3 separate regions of the Sus scrofa genome follow, and regions 2 and 3 are each linked to region 1. Evidence: chromatin contacts called from public HiChIP or PLAC-seq data. All regions are on one chromosome and are shown on one strand. Each heading gives the region's core, a stretch centred on a gene start, on an enhancer-like site or on the middle of the called end of the contact. The rest is flanking DNA. Distances are from core to core; before and after follow the strand shown.

Evidence for each region. HiChIP or PLAC-seq counts read pairs in DNA pulled down with a chosen protein or histone mark.
Region 2: an H3K27ac HiChIP or PLAC-seq map of skeletal muscle shows a contact between it and region 1, with 2.5 times the contacts expected there. The contact joins the promoter of MRPL33 here to the promoter of PPP1CB in region 1. A contact is called at or near these places in 2 of 5 promoter capture datasets (fetal liver and liver) and 1 of 2 datasets of contacts at active chromatin or transcription factors (skeletal muscle).
Region 3: a contact with region 1 is called in an H3K27ac HiChIP or PLAC-seq map of alveolar macrophages. The contact joins the promoter of BABAM2 here to the promoter of PPP1CB in region 1. A contact is called at or near these places in 1 of 5 promoter capture datasets (liver) and 1 of 2 datasets of contacts at active chromatin or transcription factors (alveolar macrophages).

What each region holds. Positions count from the first base shown.
Region 1 is chr3:110,471,682-110,476,214 of Sscrofa11.1, forward strand. It overlaps PPP1CB (protein phosphatase 1 catalytic subunit beta), which reads right to left and starts at 2,707. Exons shown (of 8, transcript NM_214184.2): 1 at 2,644-2,707. The coding sequence starts at 2,695. It overlaps LOC106509865 (a long non-coding RNA gene), which reads left to right and starts at 3,284. Exons shown (of 8, transcript XR_002342800.1): 1 at 3,284-3,567; 2 at 3,838-3,979.
Region 2 is chr3:111,436,195-111,440,727 of Sscrofa11.1, forward strand. It overlaps MRPL33 (39S ribosomal protein L33, mitochondrial), which reads right to left and starts at 2,541. Exons shown (of 4, transcript XM_003125284.5): 1 at 2,413-2,541; 2 at 1,578-1,596. The coding sequence starts at 2,434.
Region 3 is chr3:111,326,057-111,330,589 of Sscrofa11.1, forward strand. BABAM2 (BRCA1-A complex subunit BRE) reads right to left here and starts at 2,358. Exons shown (of 12, transcript XM_021088348.1): 1 at 2,223-2,358. It overlaps RBKS (ribokinase), which reads left to right and starts at 2,720. Exons shown (of 8, transcript NM_001315776.1): 1 at 2,720-2,812. The coding sequence starts at 2,721.

The DNA.
Region 1 (4,533 bases), core at 1,457-3,956:
TTAGTACACTGTTTTGCATTAAATAATAAAACATTTAAATGTAAAAGATACTGAAAATTTACATAATTTGCCCATCTAAAAAACACAAAGCAACTCAAAAGATTACTACAAGTTTTGTAGCTGACTGCCAATATGACATAATTTTTTAAAAAGTCAAGAATGCATTGTGGAACTACAAAAAACATTTTAAAGTGTTCTGTTGATTTCTGCCCCAATGCAGAGAAATTTAGGGCAAATTTTAATTTGTACTTTCATTTAATACTAAAAACAACAACACCACCTACAGCTATTCTGCTAGGCAGCTTTACTTGAATTTGAGTTAAATTTAGTTAGCATGTAACATCACTGAAAATCAAGGCAGACAAAAAAGATTTTATTTGAAGACTAAAAATAATTACTTATTAGAAAATCCAAGCCAGTTTTTGGATGTCTTTGAATAGGTCTAGATTTTGGAAAGGGGAATAAGAGAAGCCTGAAGAATTTAAGAATCCCAGGGAGGCACTGTCAAAACTAAATATACTTCCTGGGATTAAGAAGCAAGTAATGACATTCTTCACTGCCCAAGAGCAGGCTAAAAAAGCCGGAAAAGTCCCTTGTTTGGATTTGGGAGTTCCCTGAGTGAAGAGATTGTCTCTTATCTTTGGATTCCTGGTGACTGGCACAAAGCAGGTCAATAAATGTTTGCTAATTTAAAAGGAGAAAATGTCTGGACTAGAAATCAAGAAAGAAGGAAAGAAAGGGAGGGGAAAAAAAAGGAAGGGAAGAAAGAAATCATCTGAAACCAGAGCCGAATATTCATGTAATTTGAATTCACAGAAACAAATTACTTAGCCTATTTCCCCCATGATACCTTTTTTCTAAAAACCCCTGAAAAATCCACTAGTGAAGTTTCTTAATTAAATCATAAAAAGGTGCATCTGACAAAAGGCCCCCTGTTAAATATTTCAAAACACTTAAGTCTACTGTGTTTTATGTCTATTAAGTATATAAATATGTAAATATATGGAAAATAAAAGTGAGGAAGTTGAGATAACAAGCATCGGATTTTCAAATATTTCAATTTTACAAGCTAAGTTTAAAACGTATAAAAGTTTTTTGTACCAGTTGGTGGTGGGCATAAATATCCCTCAAAGTTAACAAGACACTAAAAATTTTACATAGCTGTATTTCCCCCTTAGAATAACGCACAGCTACACACACACAAACAAAATGTTTCCCCCAAAGCAAACGTCTCGTGGACCCAGTAAGATGTTCACATCTGTTAAAATCCGCAGTCTTTAACAGTGAACACGGACTGTAGGCACCAGGGGGCCTCCCAAGAATAACTTGATAGCAAAAGGAAAGGCAAACAAGAGTTCCCTGTAAAACTTTGCTCCTTATTCAGTCTTACGACTGCAGGAAGGCTTTTTACTCAGTCTTAGACTGCTGGAACGCTTGCACATCTGGAACAAATATACTGTAGTTTGTTACACAACGGTACACACAGAACTGAAGAGATACACACATGGGCGGATAAAAAAGAACTAGCGCCCTCTCCGCCGCCCCTCAAACATATAATCTTCTGTGAAGATTTTCCAAATGTAAGCACACACTGCTTCACTGTACCAAACACTTATCTTCAGGAAATTTGAAAGCAAGTAACAATGCACATGCAACCCTTCCACGCTTTCTGAGAGAGGACTCTACATTTTTTTCTTTTAATAGCTTAGTTTCTTTTCTACACACTCTAAAAGCAGTTTAGCGATGACGCAAACTTCAGGGCAAAGGGATTCACTGGCAGAAAATCGCGATTGACTTTGAGTAACATCCTGGCCGCTCCATCTCTTCTCTTTACCCTAACATAAAACTATCCAATAAAAACAGAAGGGCCCAGAAACTTCAAAAGCTGTGAAGACTTGTAAATATCTTTTAAACACAAGCGAAGCTTGACAATCGACCTTTTCTAAGTTTATGCAGAATTTAAAGCCTGCTCAAACCTGTTAAATTCTCAAACCCGAAAACCAAGCGCTTCAGTAAACATGTCTACATATTTCGTATTTCTTGCGTGCATCTTCAGCTCGCTCAAATACTTTTGTTTTACTCATTTTTAAAGCTAAATAATAAATGAAAGCTACTCAACTCCATCTTCTCCTTAAATAGAGCTGGTCCTGGAAGCATCAAGTAAAAAATGCAGAACAGATCAAACAGTTTTCTCAAGGAGAAGGTTTTATAAAATCCACTCCCAGAACAAGAATCGGAGGCAGCCAAGGGCAAGGCACAAAGAGAACAGAGAAGGAATACACTTTCCACCGGCATACAAAGCACAAGAGCACGCATCCTGGCACCCTCTTTGGGAAGGGTCACCCAGCAGCCCGGGGCTCCTCTACCCGCGTTCGGCGCGCCGCTGTGCGGGTCCCCGTAGGTCCGCAGGGGCACTGCCCGCCCGCGGGGTCAGCCCCTCTCGCCCGCCTCACCCCCACCCCCCCACCCCAACCCCGGGCCGTGTTCCCGGAGCCCGCTTCCTCCGGCCCACCAGCTTCTTAGCCCGCTCCTCGGCGGCCGCCCTGGGGCGGGAAAGGGGGTTCCCGCCCGCTCCGGTTGGCGGAGGAGGAAGCAGGGCTGAGGGAACCTCCCCTCTCCGCGGCCGGCCAGGCCCCGACTCACCCTCCAGCAGTCGGGTGATGAGACTGTCCACGTTCAGCTCCCCGTCCGCCATCTTGTCGGCACTAGACGCTCCTTCCCGGCCGCGGGAACAAGGGCTTCTCGGCGGCAGAGGCTGCGGCGACCGCTCGGCGTTCCCTCACCTACAAGTCACGCGGCGTTTCGACCCCGGTTCCAACTCCCCCTTCCCCCAGGCCCTCCCCCACCCCCTCCCCACCAAGTAGTGGAGCGCCGCACACTCGGAGGCACACACGATAAATAAATAAATAAACAAGCGGAGCCCCCACGAACCGGGCCGCGTCAGACCCAGCCGCCACCTCCTCCTCCTCGGCACCGCCCAACTCCGCAAAGCTCACCAGCGCCGCCGACGGCCCCACCCGCAGCGCCACTCACTCCACACCGCCCTTCCCCGCCACCGCGCCACGCAGGCCTCCGCGCAGCCGCACGGCGCACTCCTTCGCGGCGCCCCCCCCGTCCGCCAGCCGCGGCGCAATCGCACTAGACTCGGTTCTGCCGCCGCCGCGTCGCCGCCTTTGCGCAGGTGCGTCGCCTTCCCTCTCCACTTCCACTGCGCCGAATCGTCGCGGCTGCGCAGGCGCCCTCAAGGCTCCCGGGGGTTTGATGCTCTGGGAAAGCTCCCATTACGCAGGGCGCGCGTAGGCAGGGCTGACCTTCCGCTTCCCAGCTCCCTGAGGCTGGGCGCTCAGCAGACGACGTAGTTCTTGTGCTCTTCCCGCCTCGCCTTTCTTTTCTTGGTTTCAATCCTGGTGTTGCAAGCCAATTCCCGGGTCTTGTTAGGCGGGAAACACAGACTGCATTACCCATGTTTGAAACTGGATTTGCGCGTTTGGGAAGCAAGAATGGGGTTACTCTGCTGGAAAAGCTTGACATTGCAAATGAGGGATTTTTACCCTACGGTTCCACAAGGTTGGTTGCCCTGGTGTTCCTAGATGAAATAAATTAAATTGGGCCCTGAGGGTCAGCAGTAATAATGTTTTACGTGGGAACTGCTTTCTGCTCTCTACAGAGCGCTTTCACATAGCTTACTGTTTTTCCACAGTGTATTTTTGAGCAAGAAAAAAATACCTTCATTATATTGCTTCATCATCGTATCTTATAATTGTTGTTGCATTTTTATCTCCTACACTCTACTGTGAGCTGCTATAGGGTAAACTAAATTTATCTTTGTGCCTGCAGTTCCCACTAAGTATCTGGTACGCGGAAGAGAGGGACAAGGAAGCACAGAGGCTCAGAACAGTTCGTTGTTCACCTCGTCTTTCTACCACATAATTCTGCCTCTAGAAATACAGGAGAAAGAGTAGCCACGCAAAGCTTCTAGGTAAGCGAGAGTTTTTTGGCCCGTTCTCAGAGGTGGTCAGATGGGAAATCTTTACTCATTCCTCAGGTGTTTGTCCACAAAAATCAAACAAGATGCTGTCTCAAGCTCAAGGCAGTGCTGCTCCCGCTCACCTATTGCTAGTAATAGCTGACATTGATGAGATCTTTTTATGTGCTCTGGCGTTGCTTTATTTATTTATTTGTTTATTTTTGCTTTTTAGGGCATATCGAAGTTCCCAGGCTAGGGGTCAAATCAGAGCTGCAGCAGCTGGCTTATGCTACAGCAACAGCAATGTCAGATCTGAGCGCATCTGTGACCTACACTGCAGCTTGAGCCAATGCTGGATCCTTTAACCCACTGAGCAAGGCCAGGGATCAAACCCACATCCTCATGGATACTATTTGGGTTCGTTTCCCCTGAGCCACAATGGAAAACTCCTCTAGCACTACTTTAAATGTGTTATTTCATTTAATCCTTACACTAGCCATATGAGGTAGGCATTATTATTATCTCTACTTTGTAGATGGGATTTGTTAAGGCACGGAATCGTTAAA
Region 2 (4,533 bases), core at 1,291-3,790, 960 kb after region 1:
AAGGGACAGAATAAAGGGATCCGCACTTTTACACGGCCAAGGTGTCAAACCTTGTTCCCCTTCGTGTTTTAAGTTATCGTCATCCAAAGCATAAAGCTCAGGTTCTGCCTCACTGGACCTTTCAGTGCCTCATACTATTTGTTACTTTTCCATGTGTCTTGTCTCCCTATGTAGCGCCTGCTATTTTATTTCTCATCTAAGTCCAAAAAGAATTTGAAGCATCTAAGGTATATTGCACAAATCTGAATCTCTTTCAATGTTCAGCACAGTGCCTCAAACACAAGAGGGATATAATATTTGCTGATGAAGAGGACAATAATTCATCATTCATTCAAAAAGATTTAACAAATTTCTACTGAGTGCTTACTCTGTGGAAAGCACTATAGGAAATGCAAAGCCCTGTAAGTCCACCTGTGCATCTTGGAGTAGTAACTGCAATAGCACAGAAGGTAAGTTACATACACAAGGTCTCTAAAGCAAGGCATTAATGACAAATGGCACAAGGGGGATACAAAGAACAGGAGAGGCAGAGAGCATCTCCAAAGAAACAGAAGGCATGGAAGATTCCTGCAGAACCTAAAGGTGGGAAATAAATAACTGGATTGTGGGGAAAGCTATAGGAATCAATAAAAGATACCGAGGGGAAAATACTAACATACATGTTTTTCATTAACTTTAATCCAAAAAACCTAGATTTAAAGATTCGTAGTGTGTCTTGGGTTGTAAGCAAAGGCTGCTTTAGAATTTTTTTTTGTCTTTTTGCCATTTCTTGGGCTGCTTCCGCAGCATATGGAGGTTCCCAGGCTAGGGGTCCAATCGCAGCTGTAGCCACCAGCCTACGCCAGAGCCATAGCAACGTGGGGATCTGAGCCGTGTCTGCAACCTACACTACAGCTCAAGGCAACCCCGGATCCTTAACCCACTGAGCAAGGCCAGGGATCGAACCTGCAACCTCATGGTTCTTAGTCGGATTCATTAACCACTGCGCCATGAAGGGAACTCCTGCTTTAGAATTTTTCTATTTTTAACACAGAAAATCTTACTTCAGCTATTGTCCACAAAATTTATTTTGAAATACCATTTTGTTATTTATAGTCTCTCTGGTACAGAATGGAATCTTCAGCCTTTGCTATTTTTGATATGCTTATACCATGAATGCAAAGGATTACAAAACTCAATTAAACAGATTCTGTGGATTAATCAAATCACAGCATATTCTGCTAGATTCCTGTAGTGGGCTCCACACAAATGGTCCTCAGTCCTCAATTTGAGAAAACAGAAATACAGTGGTAGTCCAAAGAGAGCATGGGGATCCTGATAATTTGTTTAGGAACAAGACAGCAAAAGCAACTTTAAGTAAATTATTTGAATGCTCACTTAAGTAGGTCAGTTGGGAGGAGGGAAAATATTTTTTCAAACAGTTCATAAGGCCAAGATAATTCATCAGGTAAGTAATCCTCAAACCAACTATCATAAAATCAAAGCCAAATGCTTCGTTTACCAAAAGGATTCATTGGCAACAGCTGGACTAATGAATCTAACATAAACAAGTTTAAAAAATGAAAACTCTTACTTACTTTGACTTGCTCTTGGCAACTTTTTTGAAAGTAGGAAAAGATGAAGAGAAAAGAGAAAATATCGATTTATTATCTTGCAGTTCACATAAATATCATTAATAATCAAAAACACTTAAGAAGTACACCATAGGCTGTCACTCAAGTTAACTACTGTCCTGAGCTATTAGGGATTCCGTTAGGATTTTACAGAGTTTTAAACATCCAATCAGAACACTACAGTTCTGGACGTAATGCTTTGCACAAGCTCTTTTCAGCTGGACGGATACTTTTAAATCTTTATAAAGATCTGCTCCACTTGTTCCTCTTCTAAGGTGTAAATATTTGCACTAGAACAAGCCTCTTGTTTGATAAGTTAACTTATGCAAACTCCAACAATCATCACATCAGGTGGAGAAGGGAAACTAAATGATAGGTCTGCCTGGTGCATGGAAGAGCCCAGTCTGGGAAGCCAGAGGGCTGCTTTCCCAGCCCAGCTGTAAGACCTAGGTCAACCTCTGCTCTTCATCTTGGAAGTTCTAAGCCACTGACAGTATTACAAATTCCGAGTTTTGCCCAGTTAGGACTGCAGTGATTCTGCTGACACAGCGCTACAGAGAGCGGGGGAAGTGTGCCCCACTCCCGCTGACCAAACGAACCGCAACTGGATCCAGCAACAGCACCGCCGACCCCCAAGACCCACTTGCCCCTCAGCGAGCGCGCCGCGGGGCATGCCGGGCGCTGTAGTTCTGAAGGCCTGGGAAGTCGCAGTCGCAGTTTCCCGCCCCGCGCGCGCGCACCCCGCCCCGCCACGTCCCGAGCCAACTGCCACGGTCCCGCCGCCTTCAGCCCCACTTACAGGTGACCGCGGACAAGAACATGGCGAGAGTACACTGCAGGGTCCGTAACGGGCCCAAGGTCCCTCAACAAACAACTGCTTCCGGGGCACAGGCCTGATCCGGAACAGGATGTCCGGAAGTTCACCGCGACCACGCCCCCCGACATAGACCTGAGGGTCGGAGCCCGCTTTTTTCGTGTGTGGTTTATATGTCAGGCGGCTTTCTTTCGTGGTGCTGGAAGATGCAGGCCTCTCCCCATTTGGAGAGGGACTTTGTTAGCGCTCGGGGTTCGCACCCCAGATCTGGCTGCTCCTTCTAGATGCGAATTAGGTGCTTTCCATACTTGTTTCACTGAATAATCGCCGCCACCTACATTAAAGCCACAGGAACTCCGTAGGTTCCTCAACTGCTTCAGGCTATCAGACTGAGGCATTATTTCCTTAAATGGTTGCTTCTTTTGCTTCCTCCAACCAATTCCAACTCCAACTCCACCTGCTTCACAGCTACTCTCAGTCCCTCCAGAATTAAGAAGCCCACCTGAAATCCCTATTCTTTAATTACATGTTGGATTTCTATGAAGGCAGTGCCCTCTGCATCTTGTTAACTGCCTTGTCTAAGCACTTAATATAGTGCCTGGCAATAGGGGGCTGAAAAACTGCGATTAGGAGCACTCACATAATTTGCTTAATGTCACAAAATTAGTAAATGGCAGAGTCAGAATTTGAACCCAATTTTGTCTGACTGCAAAGACTCATCCCTTTCCATTAGATATTGGGACTTAACCACTTTGCCATCTTCCAGTCTTAATCTATCTTTAAGGAACCTGGCTCCTTCAACACTAAGGACTTCATTCAAAACTTCATTTTCCAGGAGTTCCCGTCGTGGCGCAGTGGTTAACGAATCCAACTAGGAACCATGAGGTTGGGGGTTTGATCCCTGGCCTTGCTCAGTGGGTCAAGGATCCGGCGTTGCCTGTGAGCTGTGGTGTAGGTCGCAGACACGGCTCGGATCCCGAGTTGCTGTGGCTGTGGTGTAGGCCGGCGGCTGCAGCTGTGATTAGACCCCTAGCCTGGGAACCTCCATATGCTGTGGAAACGGCCCTGAAAAGACAAAAAAAAAAAAAAACTTCATTTTCCAACTAATAATTAGGACTTGGGGATTTTTTTCTAATCTGTGATTTTATCTATATATTAAATTTTACAAATGTGAAAGAAGATGTATTCTCATGGATTATCCTCACTGAAAGTAATAAAAATCATTTAAAGGAGGAACTGTAGCTCTCCAATACAACTCAATTTTTAATGCTTTTACTATTTGTTTGTTTGGGCAGCGCCTGTAGCATATGGAAGTTCCTAGTCCAGGGGGTCAACCTACGCAACAGGGGCGACCTGAGTTGCTGCAGTGGCAACACTGGATCCTAAACCTGCCCGTACCACAAGAGAACAGCACTACTCAATTTTTTAATTTAGGACTGTCCTTTCCCTTGGTACCTTTAATAACAGTTTTTTCCCTGTAACTTGATTGCAACAACTGAGTACACTCCAGGTTCCCAAATCCTTCCTTACCTTGTGAGGTTCAGCTGCGGACAAACAAGAGCTTTAGGGGTCCAGGAGGGTAAGGTTTCTTATATAAGAAATTCCTTTAGAGGATTTGTAAGGAAAGAACACAGAACCAGAAGCCAAGGAACAGTCTGTTCCTTGGAAAGTCATTTCAACTCTTCAGACCTGTTTCAGGCTTAGTGTGGGCATTGATCAGTGATTCTTATTCCTGAGGGGATATCAGTCACCTGTGGTCCTTTAAAAGACCGAGATGCCAGAGGTGAGGCCCAGAGTCTGTATAGTGTTCCCCCACTCCAATTTTCTATAAAGAAGCATTTCAGTATGCCAAAAAGTTGAAAGGATAGTATAATGAACAAACCATATACCAAATTCAACAAATTCTGCTATGTATACTGATGTGTACCGAATTCTTTAAAATATGTATGTATATGGTTAGGTTTTCTGGCTAAACTATGTAAAAGCAAGTTGCAGACATCACAGTTTCTTACTACCAAATATTTAAGTTTATGTCTCACTAAGAAGATCATTATAACTACAATACCATTTTTCTTCCTTAAAAAATTAATGCTTTCCTGGAGTTCC
Region 3 (4,533 bases), core at 1,108-3,607, 850 kb after region 1:
CCCTGCTAAAGGCTGTAAACTGGTACCTGTTTTAATCATTTCAGAGTAGGAATTAAGGGAAGGGCTGCAGTCATCTTTCAATAAATAATGACACTGTGACCCTATAGAGTGTGATAACACCCAGAAGGACCCCCGAAGCAGTAAAAAGCTTTATCCTCCAGTGCTCAAATCATGCTGTCTGCAGACATAAAACAAGCTCCTCTTCTGACCACTTAACAGACGCTCTTCCGCCACCATTCCAGTATGTGATCACGACATACGAATAAACATCTAATGCCTGTATTATCAGTCATAAAAATCATGTGTATTTTAATAACACTTCTATTTCTTATAAAGAGCTTCCATATGCATTAGTGCAGCTGATCTTCACAACCCTGGCCCATTAAGGTGTGAATTCAAATTCCCATTTTACAGATGACATGGATAACTTTTATAATTTGTCTCTGAAGGGCATACTAGCCTATATTATCATTTTGAAGGCTTTTTTTTTTTCCTATTCTGCAACATTTCCACTTTTATTTCTACCCATTGATGTCACAGTTCTTGAAAGGATGCTTATCTAGATCATATGCAAAACAGAAATACTCATCTTGGAAAAAGCAAAAGGACCTTACCTACATTACAGAATTATTCTTCCATGTACTTCCCCACAATACCTATTTTACCTCTCACTTCTATGAAAAAAGGAAACAGACCCAACACGTTCTGAAAATCGACTTAGTATCGGGCACTGTATTACCCACCTCTATCTGTAATTTCATTTATTTCCCCACAACTACCCTGTTCTCTGGTTAAGAGTATTATTCCCATTTCACAGATAAGAAAACCAAAGCTGGGCAAGATTGAGTAACTTATTCAAAGTCACAGATTCACAAATCTAGCAAGAAGGATCGGAATTCAAATCCAGATCTCCCTCCAAGTCCACTATACCCATCTTCCTCTCAAATAAACATTTATAACTTCAATCACCAAAAAAATAAAAGCATCAAAGTGAATGTGCTTTTTTTAAAAAAAAAAAAAAAAAGCATACATCTAGTAAAATGTGAGCAAAAAAGTCACCAATTTAAACTAATGGTTGCTTGACAACCAGAAACAAATTAGACTACTGTTGGTCTACTGCTGAAGCCTAGTGATTCACCAGGCAAACACTAAAGGGAACAAACCTGCTCCAGAAACCAAACTATACTTAAGGTGACAACATCCCATTCAATTCAGCAACTGGCATGACCTTAGAATGACACCTGAAGGAATGAATTTGTCTTTGTTTCCAGCACAGCCAGAACACTATCTTTTGACAGTGCAAGATTTCATGCAGCATTAAAATGTTTCAGCAGGAGCTGTTGTGACTTCTCTAAGGAAAAAAAAAAAAAAAAACCACTGATTCCAAAATCACAGGTCACCAAACAGCCAAAAAAGATGGTTCTTTGGCGCAATCCTTTTGAGTAAGGGACACGGATGGGGGTTCAACCCCCAGTAGTAACTTTACACATCGAAGCACAATAAGAGATCCTAGATAGGCAAAAATTTACGGTGGTCAGCCTCCCCTGAATGCTAATTGTGCAATTTCTATTTCCTGATTTTGACGTATTACAGAAGGAAAATGCAGAAATACAATTTTTATAGGGATCTGCTGCCTCAAAATAGGGTCACATGAGGTCCTCTGATGGGCAGCCTGGGGAATACAAAGACGTCTGAAGCATCGTCAGTTTCTTGCAATTAAGATGGGATGACAAACACGGAAACATGTGCCCAGCTTACGTCATGGAACGGAAAGGGGTGGCGTCCTGCTGCGTCACGTCGACGTCACGCAGCGCACGAGGGAAGTTACACGGGGGAAGCAATTTCTCCAAGGGGCAATGTTCAAGAAAAACAAGTCGACTCGAACCCAAAGAATGACATCCCGCTCCAAAGGGGGACATCTAAAAGGGACCAGAGGCTCTTCCTTCTCCCAAATTGTACGATCCCCTCATCAGGCGGGAAGGAGGAAGGAGCTGAGCTTAATCAGGGACCAGGGGCGGGCTAGGCATGGAAAGAGCAGCCTCTGGCCTTGGGGGCTCGTTCTCTAGGGAGCCAGCATGATGGGAATGAACAGGGCATCTTTGGAACAGGGGCCTTCTCTATAGAAAGAGGAGGCGAGCCCTGGGCATATTTAAACCACTGTCCTTAGCACCACCTGTGCGACTCGGGATCCAACCTCCCCGCACCAGCCCCAGTCCAGGTACCTGGAGCTTAGTCCGATCGGTAACCGGCGACTACGTGGGGTACAGGTTACCCGAGCGCGCCCCCGACCGACGCACCAACCTGCGCGCGCACCGCGGGCCGGATGCGTGCGCGCCCCCCGGACGTCCCGCCCCGCCCCCTCTGCGGCCCAGGAGCCGGGCGGCGTGCGCGTCCCCGGCCGCGCCAGGCCAGGCGCTCGGAGAGGCGTCCCCGCAGTGCCTGAAAGTTCCTGCCTCGGCGCCTGCCTCGTGCGCGGCAAGCAGCACGGAGTCTGGACCGATCAGGAGGGCTCTGTAGCGGGAAGCTGTGCAGGGAGACAATTCCTGGAAGAACTGGGGGCAGTTGGTGGGCGGGGTTATTTCGGGCATTCAGGTGGGCGACCCGCACGGACGTCCTGCAAGGCCCGCGTCGTTAGGGAGCGTAGGAGTGGCGTCCCTGGTTACCGGGTCGGGCAAAGGTTAAAGGGCAGCCTCCTGGTTGGAGAGCGCCGACGTAGAGCAATGGCCGCGTCTGGGGAACCCGGGAGGCAGTGGCAGGAGCAGGTGGCGGCGGCAGTGGTGGTGGTGGGCTCCTGCATGACCGACCTGGTCAGGTTAGTCTGGGGCCAGTTTGCAGAAGCCGCTGCTCGCGGGAGGGACGGACCGTGTTCTCTCTTCTTACTGCCTTGGCACTGGGGCCTTGGGCATGGAGCCTGTTGGCTTTTGGTGTGAACTACAGGTTTCCCCAGGCCGCCCTGTGCCTCGATGGGAAGAGGCAGGTTTTGAGTCTGTGAAGGTAACTGTCAGATGAGGAAACAAAGGCCAGAGCGTAGTAAAAGCTCTCGTGTAACTAGAAGCGCCTCCAAAGACCTGTTCCTGTTTTCCGGACCAGGCTGTTGAACCTCTCCCCGGGCTAGCCAGTGACTTTAACCAAGTTATTTTACCTTCCAGAAGGTGCCCCCACCTCACTGGGCTGTTATGAAAGTGAAATGAACTAAAGTGTTTTGAGCCATAACACCATCCAGGTTGGGTATTATTCGTGGAACGTGTATAAAATGAGTGGAGCAGAGGTCAACAGGCCGTTCACTCTATTGATCGTTAGCATTCTTGCATTTCATATTTTCCGTTTATTTTTCAGTATTAGAGTAACTGTAGGTTACTTATGGCAAACCAAGTGTGAATCAAAATAAAAACCCATAAATACAATATCTATAATAGTAAAAAACAAAATCGGAGTTCTCTTGTGGTGTAGCGGGTTAAGGATCCAGCGTTGTCACTGCAGAGGCTTGGCCACTGCTGTGGCTCGCATTGGATCCCTGGCCCTGGCATGGACCAAAAAAAAAAAAAAAAAGGGATGAAATAAAATATGCTAGAAGGAAATCGGAAAATCGTTGAGCTAGGTCAGTGACATTGGATCTTTCCAATTTATTTTTTAATGAAAATGGCTTTTTTGATTGTAAAAGTAATATTTATTTATTGCGCTCTCTCCCTCTCTCATCTATATCCCAAGGAAATCCTATGATTCATGTTGCTTCACTTTAATTTTTTGCTGAGTGCCTTTTCAGATATAACGCTATTTTTCTTACAAAAAATGAAAAGTGATCAGACATACTGCAGTATGACCTGTCCATCTTTCCTGCAACCTTGCTTTTCAGAAGAGTAGCTGAGAACCTGGAAATAAATAAAAAGGCCTTGGGACAATAAAAATAAGTCACCAAATCCCTGCACCAAACCACCTGTGTTTTTCTTAGAAAATAGTTTTAGGGTCTTCCCATAACCAGCTTAATCTTACATTGCTTAAAATGTTTATAAGCCAGGTTATCACCAGCCAAGGTTAGAAAGGTGGCGAGTAGAAAGAGGAAGAGACTGCCGGGGCAGGCACATGATTACCAAAAACCTGAAGGTGAGAGAGTGTAATAACAAGCAGCAAAAGACCTTCAAGTGCCGGGAGCCTTTATTTTTCCACAAATATGTGAGCTACCTCGTGCCAAGATGGATGTGCTTCCTTTGGTGACAGAGCATAAGTTCACTTTAAGTGGACATGTGGCAAAGAGGCCTACACTCTTTCTTGAGAGCTCAAGCCTGCAAAGGGCCACACAGTAATTATTTTAGGCTTTTCGAGCCACATATGGTCTAGGTCATGTACAAATGTAAAAAACTATTCTTATTTCCTATGCCTTACAAAAACAGCCTGCAGGCCATAGTTTGCTGACTGCTGTCTAGAGCATCCCCGTCTCACGCTCCCTATGGTAATTGATGCTACTGGTGATGACTCTTTTCAGAAAAGGTACTTGATAATTGGTAGGTTTTATATAAAAATAAGGTATGTGTTTCA